Regions from separate parts of the Sus scrofa genome. Here region 2 is linked to region 1. The links are chromatin contacts, called in public Hi-C maps. All regions are on one chromosome and are shown on one strand. Each heading gives the region's core, a stretch centred on a gene start, on an enhancer-like site or on the middle of the called end of the contact. The rest is flanking DNA. Distances are from core to core; before and after follow the strand shown. Region 1 overlaps CSPG4 (chondroitin sulfate proteoglycan 4). Region 2 overlaps SIN3A (paired amphipathic helix protein Sin3a).

Region 1 (6,331 bases), core at 645-3,144:
GCTCACTAGCCCTTTACAATAGGCTCCACCTTCCCCAACAAGACCCAACAGGGTTCCCCCTGCTCCTCTCTGGTTCTTGGAGGTCTCTGCCCTGGCCAGCATGTCTGGCAGCCCTGGCCTACCTGCATGTGCCCTGATGCCTCTCCAGGTGCCAGGAATCCCACTGCTGAGAGCTGCATCCTTGGCCTTGGCATCTGGAGAGGATCTGAGCCTCCAGGAGGCCCAGCTCTGCTAGTGAATTGCAGTGTGACTGCGGCCAGTCCTTCTTCTAAGGTTGGGACTCTGAGCCCCTGAGTTGAATGCAGGGGGTCCCTTGGGTAGGGTAGAGGGGAGTCACCCTTGGCTCTGTTCTACTCCTTGCCGGGGAAGATTGAGATCAGGGGACCCCTGCAGTGGTCAGACCTGCTGGCACAGAGATGTCTTAGGAGGGGCTGGAGCAGCAGGGGAGGCTAAGTATGAGAGGTTCTGGGTTGTCCCCCACTTCCTGCCCTATTTAATCAACATTGACTCTGTCTGTGGTGGGCTCCCACATTTAATTTGGTCAAAGGGTTCTTCCCTTGAGGTTCTGGGCAGATAGAGCCCAGATGTCTGGGTGGGAGGGAGCCACAGGTGGTGGAGAGACAGGAAGCGAACTCTGAAGAGTCTGGGATGGGCAGATTAAAACCCTAGAAACTTAAGGTCTGCCTGGACTCTGGATGAGATGTGAGGGGCAGAGCAGCCACGAGAAGCCTCACCAGCCCCGTGGGGATGAGGGAAGCCAGGAAGGAGGTCTGGGTGGGGTTGGTGGTTAGAAACCTCTTGGCCTATGGGAAGGGAGGGGCTGCATCCCGGCCATACATGTTTACTGATCATCTCTACGGGCCTCGCACTGGGCCGGCTGGACGCTGCCCCGAGGGGGCACACAGCACTGAACTATGTTTACTACAAGGTGCAGTGGGCTGGGGCCTTCGCCCAGGCTGGGGGCCACAGCCAATTGTTCTGGGGGTGGAAGGGACTGTGTCAGGCCTCTCTTGCTCCACACCCTTTGCAGGCTACCCCCCAGCTTACAGATCAGGCCTGGCTGGTAGTTGGATAGGCAGCTTCCTCCCCCTCTGCTGGCTGCTGCTCTGCCCTGGGGGCGACCCAATGCACCCGACTGGTGACCTTGGCTGGACACCTCCCTTAGTCCCTCCCTCTGCAGGCAGGGAGAAGACAGGGAAGGAAGGACCAGCTGGATCACAGAAGGCAGACTGCAGGGGCTGCTGCACTTCCAGGGACCTGTTTTTGGGAGGTAAGGGTGGGAGTGGGCTACTCCCTGCAGTCCCTCCCCACTGGATCAGACCTGGCCGCTGTCAACCTCACTCTCCTCTGCTTCGAGGACTTAGACAATCCATCTAATTGGGGGTTCATGGCCGACACTTGCAGCCTCTGTAAGCTTGCTCACCAGGCATCAGAAGGAAGTCTTGGGTTTAGCTCTGGGCTCTGGGCTAACAGAGCTGGCAGTTCCCAGGTTGGGGGCCTGGGAAGATCCTCCAGCCCTCAGCTGAGGCTGCGTTTGGGTACAAAAGTTCCTTCTTGGCAACTGGTTGATTTAACCAAGGGCTGCTTCTGTCTTTAGGGACTCCTAGGGCATCTGACACGTGAAGGAACACACCACAACCCACCAGTTATACTCGTGGACACAGGGGACTCTCTGAGGAGCTGGCACCTTTTATGAGGATAGCAGCTATCAGTTAAACACTATACCTCATTGCACTGAAAATGGAAATGTGACCAGGAGCTCAGTTGGGAATGCTCGGCATTAGCCACTGCGTGGCTGCTCCTTCCATGGAAAGGCCGGACAGTCTGTAAGAAGAGGAGGAAGCAGTCAGAGCCAGCTTCCCTCCCACTCTGGGCTTGCCCTCAGCAGCCAGCTCACGTTGCTGGGTTAGGGCACACGTGGTGTGGTAGAGACTCACTGGCATGTCTGGAGCTCTTCAGGAAGGGTTGGGTAAATTTCTATCTGTATGTCCCACAGCATTTTTGGCACCAAATGCCCTTGTCAATGCCTGACTAATCCCAGTAATAACTACCCAGGGATGGTGTTAACTATAAGAGGCTTAGGATGGGACAGGGGCTGTGCAGAGAGGGGTCCAACAGGTCTGGTCCCCATCTCAGCTCCATTTACTTGCCAGAGCTCCCTCACATGTGACAGCCAGGAACAGAAGACCCAACCAGAGAACTCTGGGGGGCTGCCCTGGTACCTCCATCCCTTTAAGATCTGGAATCTTCAGGACTCAGAGGAAGATGCCAGCACCCCTGACAGTTCTCATTGGTCAGGAGGGGTTAGTTGGGAGGAGGAGGAGGAGGAGGACCACTTCTCTTGCTTCCTATTGGAGGATGATGGTTCCAGCTCTGTAGCTTCTACAGCTGCCATAGAAACTTCCTTAAAGGGCCAGTTCCTAGAATGAGGAGAGGGACTCAAAGGGAGCTCCTTCCTCAGCACCTAAGAGGCTAAACCATTGAGGGTGGCTTCCAAGCTTCCAAGCTGGGGACCCGGGCCCCTCTGGCAACCCTTACTCTGTTCCCGACACCCCCATCATCCACCCTTCTTGATGTGGGGTCACTTCCAGCTCTGCTGATGTCAGCTTGGGTCTGGGGACAGGACATCCTGGTCCTTGGCTCCTGGGACAGTGGGAGGGCCATAGATGAGGTTCACCTAACTTTAAAGTTTGTGTGTGCACTTGTGTGTGCATGTGTGTGTGTTCGCACGCATATGTATTACATAAGCAAGTATTTATCTCTGTGTTTTGTTTCTGAAGGTCTGAAAGTGAACAGCTTTGAGCACAAGAGCATTGTGTGTGCATGCACGTGTGTGCATGCACGTGTGTGCACGTGAGTGTATAAGACGGTCGGAGATTCCTGGACATTCCTGGGCACTTGTACACAGCTTGGCTCCTATCCTCAGTGCCTAGAAGGAACTGGCTCCCTAAAGGAAGGAACGGTGAGTTAGTTTTTAAGGTGGGTGACAACCCTCTTAAGCCTCTGATGCATGTCTGAAACCAGCAAGGGTTTACTTAAATCGAGCCCCCATATTTAGAACGGGTTTTGAGGTTGGTATGCCAGTGAATGATCCTCTCCCAGGTCTTGGCAGAGCTGCTGGCACAGAGCCTGGATGCCAGCCCACTGTCCAGCCCAGGCTGAGATGAGCTGGAGTAGTGTCAGCCCGTGCCAGCTCACTGGGGGCAGGGCAGGCCAGGCTGCGGGAACAGAGAGGGTGTCAGCAGACCTCTGGGGGAAACCTGAGCCGAGGCCAGATCCTGCCTGGCAGGTCTGTCACCCTCCTCGGCTTACACTCCCAGGGAAACTGGTTGTCCTGGGTGGAGACTGGCCCTGGATATCAGGGCCCTGAGGATGCAGCCTTGCGATCCCCGGGGAGAGGTAGGGCAGACAGTGGGGTGTGGCATGGAGATGCCCTTGACAGAGCCCCTGGATGAGGCTGGCCTGGGGGTTGCTGGAGAGACCAGGCTTGTGAAAGGAAGCTGGGGCCAGGATCGAGAACTCTGGGTATGGAGGGATCGCTGCAGGGCCCTCTCTTATGGGTCCTGGCCACCTTCTGTGAGGAGGAGGCTTGCAGTGTGACAACAGGAGCTGGCTGTGCCTCAGGGGCCTGGTCCACTCTCCAGCTGACTGGATGTGCGTGACTCTGGGCAACGCTCTTCCCCTCCCTTTCGACCCCAGCCTCCTTGGTCCTCTGGGGGCCTTTTCAGCAGTGATCCAGCAGGATTCCAGGTTTCCTCTCTAGAACTTCTGAGAACAGGGGAGGCTCTAGGAGGCTGGATGCTGAGATGCAAAGGGCATCCTGGGAAGGGGTGGTCCGGGACAGCACCGGGGGGGAGGAGGGAATCTCCTCTCTCGCCCTAACTCGTGGTTCAGATGTTACAAATGTTGAGGCACAGGGATGAGGTGACGCAGATCAAAGGCTGCCAAAGGCTGGCTGGGGTTCTCCAAACCCAGTCCAGCTGTGCTCGGGCCCCATCATCCCCTGTGGGCCCCCCCCTCCCACCGCAGAGCGCAGATGGCCCTCATGCTGCTTTTCTTCTGAGGATTTCAACCTGCTCCCAAGGGCCTGGAGTATAACCTGGGACTCAGAATCTGCTTCCACTGCCCTTGACCTTGGGAGACCCTACAAAGGGAAGGGGCCAGAGGGTGGTGGCTCCTTGGCAACTCACCAAGGGTCTTCTGAGGATGCTGTGTCTCAGACCCATCTGTCACCAAGAGATGGGCTCTCAGGCCACGTACAGGGACAGCTGACTTTGTGGAACCCTTGCTGCTCATTCTGCCTTTGAGAAAGGGCTACCTTGGTCTTCTTGCTGGAAGGGTAGAGACCAGCAGAAATCTTCCTCGTGAAAATCTTCAGGGAGCTGAGGGGAGCACCAGTGGTGGTCCCCCTCTGCCTTTGCTGCCCCTAGCACCATGGCCCAGCCTTGGGATCCCCAAGTCCCTTTCTCTCCTCACCTTTGCTGCTCCGAAGGTGGGTGGAAAGGAGCAGGGCTGGAGGCCAAACTTGGGCTAAGAAATCTACGGCTAGGACTTTGAACATCTCTTGGTTTCATCTCTTTCTTTCTTTCTTTCCCTCTTTCTTTCTTTCCTTCTTTCTCTTTCTTTCTTTCTTTCCCTCTTTCTTTCTTTCCTTTTTTCTCTTTCTTTTTCTTTCTTTCCCTTCTTTCTCTCTTTCTTTCCCCTTCCTTCCTTCCTTCTTTCCTTCCTTCCTTCTTTCCTTCCTCCCTCCCTCCCTCCCTCCCTTTCTTTCTTTCTTTCTCTCTTTTTCCCTCCTTCCTTCCTTCCTTCTTTCTTCTCCTTGGAGAGGATCTAGCCTATCTCTACTAAACTGACAGGCTTTGGTTCCATCCCACAAAAGATTGTCAGAGGATATCTGGAAGGCTCTAGGAGGTGGACATTCAGGCCCCATCCATCCTGGTGGCTGAGGTCCAGCAGGATGGCCCGCATCAGGGGAGTGTAGGCTGGTGGGGAAAAGGGCCCAGTGCATAGTCAGACAAAAAACACGCAGCTGTCCAGAACCTCTGAAGCACCATTTATCCAGGCGCCGTGGAACTGAGTGCCCCCAAGTACCCACCCCTCCATCTGCAGGGGAACACAGGCACTGCAGTGGTTCTTGGCCTGAGACCCTACATGCCCCCCAGCCCAACCCACTCCGAGGCCACAGACCCATGCTGGCCTAGCCATCAGCCCATCAAGGTGGGGCCCTGAGAATGAGCTGGCCTCAGATACTTCTCTACCCCTCACCCCAGAGGCTCCATCAGTCTTGGCTAGCTCAGCACCGTATTAAATAGCTTCCTTGCAATCTCCCTTAATTAAACTCATCCCAGAGCGACCCACCCGGCTTGCACCCTGGATATATTATTCTACTGGTTTATGCCTTCCAGGGAGTGGAGGAGCTTTCTCCTCCTGCCCTCTGCTCCAGGGAACATCATCTCCCTAAAAAACTAGGGGAAAAAAGTTTTCCTCTCAACTGTGGGGCAGACCTGCGCGGAGGCCCGGCTTGGCGTGGAAAAGCTAGGAGTCCCCATCTGTCCCTCCCTTCTCTTTCTTCCCCTTGTCCTCTTAGCAGCCTGGGTCAGGTGTGACTTACCCAAGGTCACAGACCCACGACCCAGAGTCCTGACCATCTAGGAAGTGGGTCTGGTTGTGACAGCCCACACCAGCTCCAGGGCAGGGGACTGACTCTGAGCCTGCCTCTTCCCTCGGCCCCATGCAGTTCTCCTGGCTCGGAGTGAGCTGGGGAGGTTCCAGCTCTTGACTCCACGTGGTCCTGGACCCCTGGGACTTCTTCCCAACACCCTCCACCCCTGGTGTCCCCAGGGCTTCTGGCTCTGGGAACATTCAGACAGCACCAGGACAGGGGAGCCATGGGGGCCGGGGCCTGAGCAAGCCTGTCCCTGGCCTGATCGGCATCTGGGCCCAGGCCAGGCCTCACACCCAGTACTGGCCGTTCTTGAGGGCAGGGTTGGATGTCCGGCAGAACTGTAGCAGCTCTGGGTCAGGCTGGCCCCCTTGTGGGGGCCCCTGGCCATGTACCGCTGTGAGTGGGATGGCCTGGCCGGGATCTACCTTGCGGAAGGTCTCATTGTCGCCCGCCAGGCCATTGCGGGGCTTGGCAGTCAGCACTTGGACGTTGTGCTTGCCCGTCTTGTTGCGTTTGCGGAGGTAGAAGAGCAGAGGCAAGATGAGGGCCAGGAGCAGGAGGACCAGGCACACGGGGATGATGATGCTGAACATGTTGGCCTCGAGGAAGCCCAGGAAGCCTCCCCTGGCCACAGCGGGCACGGGGCTGGAGGCCGCTGGGCCTGGC
Region 2 (6,768 bases), core at 1,681-4,180, 230 kb before region 1:
GTAGGCCTACAGCTGCAGCTCCAATTTGACCCCTTGCCTGGGAACTTCCTTATGCTGCAGGAGTGGCCATAAAAAAATGAATAAATATTTTTAAAAAACAATGCTTATGATAACCTGACGATACAGAGGAAAGCTTAAGATACAGTGTCTAGGAGGGAAGAAAAGCAAAGTAAAAAATAAGTGTGCCCAAAGCATGGTCTCTGCCATGTAGATACTTCTTCTTTATACCCTACTGTTACAGTAGACCACATCACCAACTCCCTATCCACACCCTCTTCTTGGATATCTGGCCCCTTCCAGTCTTTGCAAAGGGCAGCATTTTAAATCCAGAGACAACTGGGCAACTCCCACACCAGGCTGGTCAGATTCTCTCTCCTGCTAATTTGAAGTGACACAATGTATCCATCTGGTAGACCCTTTAAAGAAAAGCACCTGGATGGAAAGGTCAGGTAATGCCAGGCCAGGAGCACTGCCTCAGCAAGTTAAAGTCTCAGGGGACTGGAGAAGCTGAGTGTTCATCTAAGCAGAGAAGCATGAGGATGGAGCAGACGTCCAGAAAGGAAGTACACAGGAGAGGGGAAAAAAACCTTCCCCGTCTAATCTCTATATGGTCTGGTCATATCTGAGTCCCATACTACATGTTTGTGAGACTGCCTAGTGTATCCTTACGACAAATTCCTCTTCAACTAGTCTGGAAAAGTTAAGATAAATATATGATTTGAACTTGGAAATATATGTTCCATCTCCAGTCAGCAACAAACTCTGGGAGAATGGCAAAAGAGAGAATAAGAGACGTCACCTTTAATTGAGGAGTTAAGATGAAAAGCATAAACATATGCTTTAAAAACACAATTTGGATTTCTGGATAAAACCTACCTCCACTTTGAAAAAAGACTGGATATTTTTACATAATATTAACTCAAAATCATAACCAGGTGCCCATAGTAAATGGACAAATTATAGCTATTGTCTAAAAAAGCCAAACAACTTAGGCTTACAAAAAGCTGGTGGTATTGGATTTTTAAAATTATGCTGGAAGTATGAAAGACTTTACTGCTAGCTGTAGCAGCAGCAAACTTGTAAGCAGAAACATAAGCACATAATAACTGGAGTCTATTTCACATAAATTTAGGAGAAATTAACAGGCATCAGTCTTTCAAAAATTCTGACAATAGTGCATTGTATCTACATAATGATTTCTGTGCATCACCATACAGAAGGGAAGGCCTAATAACCTCTTCAACTTTCAGCTCTCTGCCTGACCACTTTCATGAAGATGCCAAGATTCAATTATGTGAAGCACTCTTTGACTCTGAGTAGATCCTGTGAGAGGGGTGCAGAGTCACACAACCCTCTTTTTTTTTTGTCTTTTTTGGGCCACACCTGCAGCATATGGAGGTTCCCTGGCTAGGGGTTGAATAGAAGCTGCAGCTGCCGGCCTATACCACGGCCACAGCCACTCAGGATCTGAGCCCTGTCTGCAACCTGCACCACAGATCACAGCAACACAAGATCCTTAACCCATTGAGCAAGGCCGGGGATTGAACCCAACTCCTCATGGATACTAGTCTGGTTTGTTACTACTGAGCCACGACGGGAACTCCATCATGCATCCTTCTAAATTCAAGGCAAAAGCATGAGTGCTTAGCCAACGATTCCTTATTTTACCCCAAAAAACACTGAGCAACAAGCTTCCCCCCACCCCCCATAGTGATGGTAAGGACTCTAGAATTAGTATTTTCTTTTTACAAGTTTTCACTTTAAAGAAAGCAGTGCACTGACCAGAATCTGATCCTTCGAGCATTCAGAACTCAAGACAAAGGAGTGGAAACCTGACTATTACAAACTCCCAAGGTGCCATAGGAATAAACCACAAAATCAACCACAAATTTAATTCAGAGGGAACCTCAGATAGTAAGGTGGACAGAATATTTTAAAAGATGTAATATGAAACTCTTGTGAGAAAAAACTCCAAATGTTAAATGAGGAAAATCCCATAGAATTACCAACACGTACAGAAGAGAAAACCGAGCTCACGCCTGGTACACGAGGTACGAACTGGGAAGTCAGGGCAGGGAGCTGGGGTCAGGACTGATGCTTGAGGCAAAAGATCAGGTCTGAGGTAGGCTTACAGGGCATCCTGAGCCAAGCAAAGGAGTCAACCACACGGCTAAAGTACTGCTACTCTGTTAACAGGAGAAATGTGATGTCACGTTAACCTCCCCCTCTTCTCTATAGAACCATGTATTCACAAACATCATTTTATGAGAAGACTGCCTTTCCTTTCCCAACAGAAATCTTGCCTTTTCTCTTTCCCGATCCATCTTTAGGTAAAGACTTTCTCCCTCAGCAACCCTAGCCTCCACCACGCCCTCACCTGTCTCACAATGCTCTGGATGAGTTTGTCCATGGTAAAGGCAATGTAGGCATGAATGGTGAACATCTCTCTCAGAGAATCTTCGTACTGGGACGAGTCTATGTTGCCATCCAGCAGGCTCCGCACCATGTCCAGGAAAGCTGGGTAATAATCTTCTACATCAACATCCACTGTGGGAGAGAGAGGATAGGTGAGGCCTCACCCTACTAAAAAAAGATCGGAGAGGGCAGGGCAAACCCCACAGCTGGCCTAAAGAGCATTTGAAAGAACAAACGCTATGTATTCGAAACATACCCATTCAGTCTGCTGCAGAAAGATGAAATCTTGACAGGTGGCTACAACCCCCAGTGTTGTCTATCAAAGGAGAGTGACTCTGCAACTTTAACAGAGGCTTCTTAACACTCCAGCCAGAAAGACACTTAAGTATGGCTGGGATCTGGGTGAGAGGAGAGCAAAATATCCCAGGGAAGACGTTTCTTCATAACGTTGTGGGCTCCCTGCTGTGAGAGGAACCTGTTCTCACAGCCTGCAAAGAGCATGCCTCACATGGGTCACTTGCTCATACAGCTATTTCGGCAAAGCATAAAGTGCTGAAGAGAAAAGACAGAGCCATACCTATCACTGGGAAACCTCTCGGGAATAGAAAAATAGGAGCACAAATTAAATCATCTATGAATAATGAAGTAATCTGCATTTGTCAAAGTCCTTTTGTTTAAAAATGGATTCCCAACATTGTACTTCACAAATTACATTAAATGATCTGTACTCGCTGCATATGAATCAATTCAACCACTAGCTGGCATCTTGTCAGTCTGGCAACTAGCAGAGGGCACAAGGAAAGGTGAAAGGCCTCCGCCTTTAGCTTACTAAAATAAGACCCATTTACGTAAAGCTCAAACACAGGCAAATTTGATCTCCAGCACTGGCAGAAAGACAGTGGCAAGAAGGGACTACTGAGGGTACTGGTTGTGTTCTTTCTTGATCTGGGCTGCCGGTTACACGGGTGTGTTTGCTTTGTAAAAATTCATTGAGCTAAATAAAAAAATAAAACAGCAGTTGGAAAAAAAATTCACTGAGCTATACAATTCAGATTTGTATACTTTTCTGTATATGTGTTTCACTTCAATAAAAAGTTCACTAAAACGAAAAAAGAAAAAATTACAAAAAGAACTCTGTGTCTCTGACATTTAGTTACCTCTTTTTAAAGTCTGTAGAGGGGAAAGAAGTCTGAAAGCAAAAGCTGAGTCCATTTCCACTTACTTGAAGTGTGATGGATTAAAGATAGGCAAAACAGGACAATTACTATTTAAAAGAAGCAACTGGCTTCAATTTCATTACCGAATATCACTGTGTTCAGATCTGCAGCATAGGCATGGGCAGTGCTACTCCTGTGAAAACCACTTTCATGTCAGAATAAAGCTATGAGTACAAATCACAGACCCGTACACATGGGCCACAATCAGTGTAAGGCTCGGCATTATTACTCAAGAACAAACTTTGTAAGCATCAAACCAGGTTAAGTCAATGGTCAAGCCAGGATTAGGCCATTTTCTCTCTCATTTTTACCCAAGCAGATGGAATCACCACATTGAGTTCTTAAAATTGTCTCTGTCAAGCTAGGATTAATCCAGATAAAGGCTATTAGAATTAATTCCTAGGGGGAGCTTTTCAATAGATAGAAAGCCAGTCCTTCACAAGGGCTTCTTACATCAGCAAGTTAAAAAAAAAAAAAAAAAAAAAAAAAAGATAATTCATGCCAAAAAAGACTGGCTATTTCCTAAAGAGCATAGAAGGCTTTACAAAAAGGCTTCTGGCTCACAGCTCAAGTATTTAACTTATGACCTGAAGACTTATCTAGAAGCAAGTGGCACAGAATTACTTAGAGCACAAGGTGGCTTCCTTGCCCTTCATTTAGTTTCTTTTCCTGAGTTTTCTATCTTCATTTCTGTTCTGCCTATTCTGCTATCTCGAGCCATCTCCTGAGTCCCCATCTCCTTACCTGCATCTGTCTCAGGCATGAATAACTAGGAATTTATGTAATGGATTTGATTTAGTCACTCTGTCCTTTAAACACTTTGCAGGAACCCAGAGATCTGCCATTTGGGAAACTGATGGTAACCGACACCCACGTCCCTGGTGTCCATTATAGCAGCTAGTGTCCATGATCCAAGCAACATGAAGGGTGCTTCGAATATTTTCTCCAATTCTCCTAACAACCCCACAAGACAACAAGTAGCACCTCCACTTTATAGCTAAACAGATTCAGAGAGTTTAAGTAAGGCCACACAACCAGTAAACTGCAGTGTTATAAGGCCTGCCTGTATTCTACGTATAACAGAAAGCAGCCCTTGAGTCCCCAGTGTGGCTCAGGAGGTTAAGGACTCAATGTTTCTATGAAGATGAGAGTTCAGTCCCTGGCCTCCCTCTGCGGATCAGGGATCCGGTGTTGCCACAAGCTGCAGCATAGGTTAAAGATGCAGCTCTGATCCGTTGCTGCTGTGGCACAGGCCTGCAGCTGCAGCTCCAATTCAACCCCTAGCCTGGGAACTTCCACATGCTATAGGTACAGCCGTGAAAAGAAAGAAAAGAAAGCAAGAAAGCAGTTCAGAGTCTAACTAGGTTCTGAGGTCCCCAACCCTTCACATCTTCTGTAGGCCAACACACTCTCTTGTAGACCAATCAACTAAACACTTACTAGGTTCTTTGAGGCGTAACTGGATGGCAGGGCTGTCACTCTTGTCTCTCTTTATGCCTAGCACTTCCCGTTCCCACTCTCTCTCTCGGTTTTCTTCCTCAATTTGCCGTTCAGCTTGGGAACAAATCCGCAGCAGCCTCAGGCAGAGTATCTGGTGCAGTCGCATAAAGATATACCAGTTATTATTAACATAGAAGAGGTTGTATACTTCATCCATCCCTCTTAACTTCTGAGCTGCTGTGTTACTAAACAGTAGCTTGGACTTAGGGGGACTGCCCCCAACACCATTGTGCTTCTTAGCTGCCCCTGTGGCTTCATCTACATCCATCTCTTCTTCTTCCTCTTCCTCCACATCCGAGAGATCACCTCTCTGAGCAAAGAGCAGATCTGGAATGAAGTGATGCATGATTTGCTTGATTTTATATTTGTCCTCCTTCTGAATGCCTGTCTGCCTCTTCACATGGTGGATAATCAGAGCAGCAGCATCTTCCAGAATCTGCTTATCTTCATAGGCAAGTGAGAGGTGTGGGCCAACAGGCACACCAGCATTTTCTTCCGTAGCCTGCTCTTGCCTCTAACAGGAAAGAGAAAGAAAGCATTATGTGACATACCTACAGAGATGATAAACAGACCTACGAGACTACACCATAGCAGCCATTATTTTCCAATCCCAAACATTCAAAAACAAAAAGATAATGTGTTTGATACCACAACGATTTGTATCTTTCAGACATTTTAGACTTATATGGAAAATGGGACAGAACTGGGACCATTTTTTAAAATTCTAAGTTAATATTTATGGAGGATACGATATGAGATCTAGGATTTACTTTAAAATATTTCTGTGGTGGGAGTTTGGAAGGTTAACAGATACAATGAAACAGGCAAAAGAGAGATGATTATTCAAGTTTACGTAAGCTCATTTTACTATTCTCTCCCCTTTTGCATATGTTTGAAATTATCATAAGAAGTTTTTTAAAATCCCAGATCACACCACTTCTAGGAATCTCAATCACACTGTGTTTGTTTCTATCTATCCCCTAAGACTGTAAGCTCGAAGAAAGTAGGATTAATTTCTTATTCATCTCTGTATCCTAGCTCCTAGTACTATATATAATCCTGGTAAGGATGACAAACAAGGATTAGGAAGAGTATGGGGGGGAGTTCTCTTATGGCACACCACATTAGAGATCCGGCGTTGTCAGTGCAGTGGCTTGAGTAGCTTCTGTGACAGGGGTTTGATCACTGGCCTGGGAACTTCCAATTTTCACATGCCATGGGCATGGCCAAAAAAAGAAAAAGAAGAAGAAAGTCTGGGGATCAATGATAGGTATTTTAAGTTGTGGGGAGTTGAGGTGAGCTCTAAGGAATTTTAGGGAAATAGATGGGGAGAGAAGTGGGAGAGGGAGATGATGGGCATGAACTGAAACCGGGATCATAAACTGGGAAGCCAATACAACAGCTTAGTGAGGCTTAGATTTAGAATGGTAGAATCACACTGAGAACCTGCCTAGATATTTACATCGCAACAGAACAAAGGGAGGAAAAAAAATGTATACATGTATGTGTAACTTGGTCCCCATGAGATCTAGGATTTACTTTAGGATCTACTTTTACATCTAGGATGTACAGCAGAAAAAATACATAAATAAAAAAAATAATATGGAGTTCCTGTTGTGGCAGAGTGGTTAATGCA

Evidence for each region. A called contact is a pair of places that touch in the nucleus more often than the background predicts.
Region 2: a contact with region 1 is called in a Hi-C map of skeletal muscle, with 2.5 times the contacts expected there. The contact joins two enhancer-like sites. A contact is called at or near these places in 1 of 47 Hi-C or Micro-C datasets (skeletal muscle) and 1 of 2 datasets of contacts at active chromatin or transcription factors (skeletal muscle).

Annotation. Positions count from the first base shown.
Region 1 is chr7:57,987,039-57,993,369 of Sscrofa11.1, reverse strand. CSPG4 (chondroitin sulfate proteoglycan 4) reads right to left here. Exons shown (of 10, transcript XM_003128485.6): 10 at 4,768-6,331. The coding sequence ends at 5,953. Among named protein-coding and RNA genes, the nearest start is that of SNX33, 25 kb to the left of the region's middle. Within about 2 kb of position 1,894, at least 24 of the 83 cell types and tissues checked have an H3K27ac peak or open chromatin away from gene starts, as enhancers often do. A contact at or near this core is called in skeletal muscle, where this site is marked.
Region 2 is chr7:58,221,698-58,228,465 of Sscrofa11.1, reverse strand. SIN3A (paired amphipathic helix protein Sin3a) reads right to left here. Exons shown (of 23, transcript XM_021099023.1): 17 at 5,073-5,646; 18 at 2,378-2,547. Among named protein-coding and RNA genes, the nearest start is that of MAN2C1, 22 kb to the left of the region's middle. Within about 2 kb of position 2,930, at least 2 of the 83 cell types and tissues checked have an H3K27ac peak or open chromatin away from gene starts, as enhancers often do. A contact at or near this core is called in skeletal muscle, where this site is marked.